Linked DNA regions of Mus musculus: region 2 is linked to region 1. Evidence: chromatin contacts called from public HiChIP or PLAC-seq data. All regions are on one chromosome and are shown on one strand. Each heading gives the region's core, a stretch centred on a gene start, on an enhancer-like site or on the middle of the called end of the contact. The rest is flanking DNA. Distances are from core to core; before and after follow the strand shown.

Region 1 (3,529 bases), core at 671-3,170:
TCTTCCTTCAGTTGTAGGGAAAGAGAGAACACACTGCCAAGAACGGAGCCAGGAAGAGTAGGGAAGGACTATAGAGGACTTCGCTGTCACCGAATCATTAAAGGACACTTCTGTGGCTGTTTGAGACTATCTGCACACTGCCAATCGTTCAGGAGACCCATGCCAGAGCATCAGGTCTGAGGCATTTCTCATTCTCCAGCCTTCTCTCTTTAGTCTCTTGCCTTTCCCCAGCAATCCCTTACAGCTCTGGTATTACAGTGTGTCAGTATATCCCAGGATTCTGTCTCTGGTCCCCTCTGTCTTCTGAGATTGCCAAACTGGCCCCAGGGAGTCTCAAGACCTCTCCCCACAAGCCTGAGAGCTACTCGGACCTTAAGAGCCCACAGCATCTCCTCTAGAAGAAACCTGTACCCTCCCAGGGCTGCTGCCAAGGGCTGCCCATGTGGGATAGAAAAGAAACACTGGCTGGGCATGGTGGTGCACACCTTTAATCCCAGTACTCGGGAGGCATAGGCAGGCAGATTTCTGAGTTCAAGGCCAGCCTGCTCTACAGAGTGAGTTCCAGGACAGCCAGGGCTACACAGAGAAACCCTGTCTCAGAAAACAAAAACAAACAAAAGAAGGAAAGAAGGAAAGAAGGAAAGAAGGAAGGAAGGAAGGAAGGAAGGAAGGAAGGAAGGAAGGAAAGAAAGAAAGGGAGAAAGAGAGAAAGAAAGAAAGAAAGAAAGAAAGAAAGAAAGAAAGACACTACTCACTCAACAGAGGCTAGTGATGAAGAAGGAAAGAAAGAAAGAAAGAAAGAAAGAAAGAAAGAAAGAAAGAAAGAAAGAAAGAAAGAAAGAAAGAAAGAAAGAAAGACACTACTCACTCAACAGAGGCTAGTGATGCTCAGCCTGGATCTACATATCACCCTCCTCAGAGTTCCCTAGAGAAAGCCTGCTTAAAGATCAGGTGGAGAGACATGGAGAGAGGGAGAGAGAGAGAGAAAGAGGGGGGAGGGAGAGAGAGAGAGAATATGATGGCACTAACTCTTTGCTAGAAAGTGACCAACCACAGGAGGTCTGGGATCTGTGGTGAAGAATTCTGCCTTCATCAGGCAACAGCTGGTGGTGGAAATTCCCATGGCCAGAATGCGGGTGAAGGTCCTTGAGAATCTGCGCCCTGGGGGCCCATTTCTGTTTTTGCACAGCTGGAAGAAAGGCTAGCCTTCCCCCCAGAGTGAGGTGCCACGCTGTGCCCGGGCCCATGGCCAACAATCTATTCTCATTTCCTACCCTGCCATCAGATTCTTTGAAAAATTTGAGATGACTCCCAAGTCCAGTTGAGTATGTCACTGAGGTCACAGCAGCAGGGGATTGGGAGAGACAAAGGTCCCTAGCTTCTGTCAGCTCTGGACCCCAGCCTGATCCACTTCCTCCCAATGGCAGCTCAGAAACCCACCTGTGGCCCGCCAAGCCACACCTGGCAGCTGGCTTCCTGGCTCTTCCCCAGCTGTCTCACCAGGTGGCATGTGGTCAAGTAACACAATAAATTCTACCCAGAATCCATGGAATGCAATTAGGGAAGAGCAGAGATGCCAAAAAACCAAGCTGTGCGGCAGGACTGGACTACCCCCACCCCCACCCCCCATCTCCTGCAGCCTGGAAGCCAGGTGGCACCCCAGATCAGCTTCCCACCAACTCTGGGCTACTGATGACATGGGGAAAGAAACAGGTGAGTGGCCCAGGTTCTCACTCAAACGTTTCCCAGAGCCTTTCTCTGACTTTCACCCACACTGCAGAGGATACAGATTCATGCGGGCCATGATTCACTCGACAGGATTTAAAGCTGAGCTGCCAAGGTGAGTAACTGCTGAGATCCCTTCAAAGTCGGGCTCTGGCATCCTGGAGTGTGCCAGCCTCCGTGTGTCCACCAAGGCAGGCACTCCAGGGAAACACTCTGATTCTGCTAAAGCCTGGACTTGTCTGGCAGCCAAGACTGTCAGGACATGGTCTCAGACGAGGTGCTGGCCACCAGAGGGAGCCATAGATCCAGCTTCCTTAGCCACTAGAGGGAGCCATAGACCCAGTTTCCTTAGCCACTTGCAAGCAAGCTCTTCTAAGGAGCTCTTTGTGGTATGATACTGTATCAGGAAAGAAATTTATATACAGTAACTCTGAGCGAGAGAATAACTTCTCAGCCCACAATCGGCACATGGCACCTCTGTCCACACCTTTGCTCTTACTTACATTCGTGTGCACATGAGCGCACGCCCGCGCACACACAAACACACAAGAGGAGCCAATAGGCATAAATGGAGCCTGTCCCCTACGGTGCCCTGTTTTACAGAGGTGTCAGGCCACCCTTATGTGGGCAGCTCCAGTCCCACCAGCAGCCTCTAAGCCTCTTCTCTGTCTGCATCACTAGGTGCTTGCCTGGTCCTGCACCATACAGCTACAAACAGATGATAACGTATTATATACTGTCTCCTGGTGGGTAGCAAACACTTCCCTTTCGTGTAATGCAAACCCCATGAGTGGGGGTCCTGGGGTGAAGGGTGGGGAGCCCAGAAACTGGACAGCAAGGCACAGAACAGCGTGACTCTGCCCTATGTTCCACACTGGGAGTGGATTTTCCCTCTACACCAATGCTGGAGAAGAACCCAGGCCTCCCACCCACCCAACCAGGTAAATTTGCTCTGTCCGAGCCATAGCTATGTCATATGGGTCAGAAATGTCTTTTCCTCCGTGAGAACAATACCCAAGAGGCCTGCCATCCTCAGAAGCTATGGTTGCTGAGCCTTACAGCAGCAATTAATCTACAGGTGGATGTAAAAGACACTGCCGACCTCTTCACCCTGGAAGCCAGGGATACGAGGTAGCCTAACCCCTGGGGCTCTCTTAGGGAGAAGAGGAGTTCAACCTGAGGGACTCCCCGCCATGCTAGTCTTCAGAGCGGAGCCAAGGAATTACAGGGGTGAGTGAGCGGCTTCCAGAGTCTAGGAAAGCCAGAATGGTTTTCCCAGCAGGAACCTGCCTGTTACATTTCCTGACTACTGTAGCCAGTCGGACACATTTCCTGCTTCCAGCTGGGTACTTGTCTTAAGCCAAGGATTCTTGCTGGCTTATTAGAGCAGCTTCAGGAAGCCCAGTCTTACCTGTGGAGGTTCACAGCAACTTTGTAGCTTTGACCTATCTCTGGAATCCAGAGTTTCTGTGCATGCCTCAACCCCTCACTGCCCCCACCACCCCACCCCTGCCTGTCCCTGTGATCCTGCTGTCTTCTGAGGCCTCATCTGTAAGGTCTTCCTTGTGTGAGGCCCTCATAGATCTTAAATGAGATTTCAGTGTTTCTTGGCTTTCCTGTTTGTATCTGGACTCTAGACCCTAGCTTCTCTCTGATCTTGGCAAGGACTGGTCCTACCCCTCAAGTTATTGACAAATAATCCTGCAAAATACAATAAAACTGTCTTGGCCATGCCATGTAGCCATAAAGGTTTCCAGCACGCCACTCTTTATACTTTGAACAAGCACTTTGTGGGCTGCCCCAG
Region 2 (3,537 bases), core at 309-2,808, 440 kb after region 1:
GGCAAGCAGCCCCTTTTATAGTGAGTCAGGCACACCTGGCTGTTGCCAGGTAACTATGGGGCGGAGCCTGGGGGCCACTTTGGACTTAACTGAAGTGAAACTCTAAGCCTGGGTCCATATCCAGCACCTTGAACAAGTGACATCTTCCATCTTGTTGAAAGTATAGGTACAGAGATGTTTCAGTGACTGAGAGTATCTTTTACCCTACCAGAGGACCAGCACATTAGGAGGCTCACAACTCCAGCTGAAGGGGGAGATGGGACGGGGGAGGAATCTGTCTCCCTCTTCTGATTCCTGGCATGACCTCCACACTGATGCATACTCTCACAAAGCATGCACACCTGTGGGACCGTGGGTGGAGGGGAAGAGGGGAGTAGGAAAGTGTCCGCGTCCCGCAGAGTTCCGGTGCTCTGGGCAGGCAGACGTGGGAGGACTACGCACGCTTTCCACACGGCCCCAAGTGGGCATCTGAATGTATCAAGCCACTGACCCCCACAGGGCAGGTGGTGGACAAGGGGCAGCCCCCGGTACCAGGTTCTCAGCCTCCAGCTGAGATATGGCAGAGGAGCTGAGAACAGAATAGGGGCCCTGGGGCAGCACTTAGCCCAGGATTTAAGGGAGGGAGAGAGGGGGGCACTGGGTGATTCCCATGCAGGCGAGAGTCCTTAGTCTGGTCTGTGGCTGCAGCATAAGAAGGCCTTCTGTGGAGAGGTTAGACAAGGCTTGTCAGGAGAAAGCTTAACCCATCGTTTAAGCACGGCAGGCCTTGACGGTCAGAGATAGTCTATGGTTTTAGAGCTTTATTGTAGAAAGGCAGGGAGACAGGAGAGAAGGTAGAAAGAGAAAGGGAGAGACTGGCCATGCCCACGTGGAGAGAAGGGGGAAGAGAGGAAGAGAGCTAGAGAGTAAGAAAGGTGAAAGCTTAAGAGAGTGAGGAGGGGCCAAGCAGACCCTCTTATAGTGGGCTTGGCTATCTTGCTGTTGCTAGGTAACTGTGGGGCGGAGTCTAGCCAGAATGCCAGAAACTTGGGACTTTGTCTATGTGCTAGAAGCCACATGCCTCTCCTGTGGGGGCTGTGGGGGCGGTAACTTCGACAGGAGTCAGGGGTCCAGGAGACATGATCGAACATCTTCCGTCCCATGTGGGTGGGAATTACCACCCCTCGGGTACCACCAGGGTTCAAGACCTAGGCTCAGCTGGAAACCAGGCTGTCTGTGTGTAGCCCATTGCCCTACACACACCTATAAATAATAAAGTAAAAATAAATAGTTCTAAATACATAGGTTCAGGAATCGTTGGATGCCTGGCTCCCAGAAGGATTGTGATGAGAACCAAGTTTTCTGAATTCCTGAGCCCTAAAGGACCCAAGTGTAAACCAGGTCCCAAACCAGTGAAGCAAACAACCCCTCACAGCCCCATCAAGGCCATCCCGAATACCAGAGAAACAGGTTCTTCATTCTTGCTTAATCCAGCCAGCCGATTGGGTTTTGTCCCAGGGCACAGCCCCTCCCTTGCCCCAGAGCTCTGCTGACCTGGATCTCCCTTGGACCCCAGCCCCACCCCTTGTAACCTCCCCTCCGGGAGTTCAAAGTCCCTACCCAGCTTGCTTGCCGGGTAGAGAAGCACCTGGTGACAAAATGTGCCAGGAGACAGGTCCCAATTTCCACTTTTCAAGCTGTAGTAGGAATGGAATTCTGTGGCTAACCAAGGAATGTCCTCACATTGATGAAAGACCAGTCACACAGATACTACCAAATAGAACTGAAAATCCCCAGCAGATGACTCAGGTATCAGAAATTCTGACATGTGGGCCTAGAATTCCCTTACCTGCTGAGCTGTAGCAGCCATACCATGTGGCTGGGCTGGGCTGTGAGAGACTTTACTGTGGCTTTTGGGTGCAACTACCACACTGCCCGAGCTGACACCATTCTGTGTCTGGCCTCAAGCTCAGAGATCCATCTGCCTCTGCTTCCCAAGTGCTGGAATTAAAGGTGTGCGCCACCACCCCACCACCGGTGTCTCTTGAGTTCTTTAACCATCTCCTTGGGAAAGCAAGCATCCTCTGACTTCCAGGTCATTGTTTCTCTCATCTTTATTGCCTGTGCTTTCTGGACCACAGGCTATGTTGTGAGTCATTCCTGGGATGGAAGCTCTTGAACACCCAAAGAGGTACCTGTGGATGTCATATGTGTGGTCACATCAGGTGCCCTTCTCCTTCTTCACTGCCATGTGTCTAAAGCAGGAATGTGGGCTCTGTGTGTGTATGTTCATATGTGCATGTGTATGTGTGTATGTGTGTGCACATGTGCGTATGGGATATATGTTTGGTGCTTCTTCTCACCAACGTACTGCCGCCTTGCACAGCTGGCTTGATATGCATGGGTCTGGGGATTTGAACTCAATTCTTCATGATTGCGCAGCAAACAGTCTCACCCATTCCATTCAGCCATCTCCCTCAGGACAGGCCTTCCTTTCTCTCTCTCTCTCTCTCTCTCTCTCTCTCTCTCTCTCTCTCTCTCTCGTGCACGTTTTTAATCCCAACAGTCAGGAGGCAGAGGCAAGCAGATCTCTGAGTTTGAGACTAGCCTGATCTTCAGAGTGAGTTTTAGATAGTACTATACAGAGTATATACACTATACTATACTATATAGTGCTATACAGAGGAGCCCCGTCTTGAAACACACACACACTGTTGTAGTAAAAAAAATAATGGGGGTTTCTACCCCACCTTTGATCATTCAATTCCCAAATAAAAGACACAAAACCTTTATATTTATGATAAGTCATTTGGGGGGGGGGAGGATGTCAAGACAGGGTTTCTCTGTATAGCCCTGGGGCTGTGCGGGAACTCACTTTGTAGACCATGCTGGCCTCGAACTCAGAAATCTGCCTGCCTCTACCTCCCGAGTGCTGGGATTAAAGGCATGTGCCACCACACCCGGCTTTATGATAAGTCTTAACAGCACTACAGCTGAGCGGATATCTACCCTCTAAGAAGCTATTTGTCTACTTCCCTGTCAATAACCCCGAGATATCACTTGCCACGTTCTGCCAGGCCAGCCCTCATACCCCAGGGCATCTTCTCTGCTCTCCCTCCAGGGTCTCTACCTCAGACCTCACACCCAGCAACGGAAGCTCCACCTACTTCTCTTCTGCCCCGCTGAAGGCTGTCAGCATCTTTAATTAACCAACCATTTTAAATTAAGAAGCAAGGTTACATAGCATCACTTGTGTACCTGAGGATCTCCTCATTCCTGAGGCATCCAGGGCCAGAATTTAGCACTACAGTACATAACAACATACTAAATCTCAACACACACACACACACACATACACAGAGAGAGCGAGAGAGAGAGAGAGAGAGAGAGAGAGAGAGAGAGAGAGAATATGGATGTTTTGCCTGCACGTATATGCATCATGAGTCTGCCTGTGGAAGCCAGAAAAGGGCATCAGATCTCTTGGAAAGTTACAGAAGGTTGTGAGCTGCCATGTAGGTATTGGGAGCCAAACCTTGGTCCTCTGGAAGAACAAACATC

What was found. HiChIP or PLAC-seq counts read pairs in DNA pulled down with a chosen protein or histone mark.
Region 2: a contact with region 1 is called in an HNF4G HiChIP or PLAC-seq map of pancreatic cancer cells. The contact joins two enhancer-like sites. A contact is called at or near these places in 3 of 484 Hi-C or Micro-C datasets (B cells, cerebral cortex and reprogramming fibroblasts) and 3 of 115 datasets of contacts at active chromatin or transcription factors (astrocytes, embryonic stem cells and pancreatic cancer cells).

Annotation. Positions count from the first base shown.
Region 1 is chr10:77,128,726-77,132,254 of GRCm38.p6, forward strand. The region is part of intron 2 of Col18a1 (collagen, type XVIII, alpha 1); the gene reads right to left. Among named protein-coding and RNA genes, the nearest start is that of Col18a1, 36 kb to the right of the region's middle. Within about 2 kb of position 1,921, at least 77 of the 459 cell types and tissues checked have an H3K27ac peak or open chromatin away from gene starts, as enhancers often do. A contact at or near this core is called in pancreatic cancer cells, where this site is marked.
Region 2 is chr10:77,568,688-77,572,224 of GRCm38.p6, forward strand. No RefSeq gene overlaps it. Among named protein-coding and RNA genes, the nearest start is that of Pttg1ip, 11 kb to the right of the region's middle. Within about 2 kb of position 1,559, at least 63 of the 459 cell types and tissues checked have an H3K27ac peak or open chromatin away from gene starts, as enhancers often do. A contact at or near this core is called in pancreatic cancer cells, where this site is marked.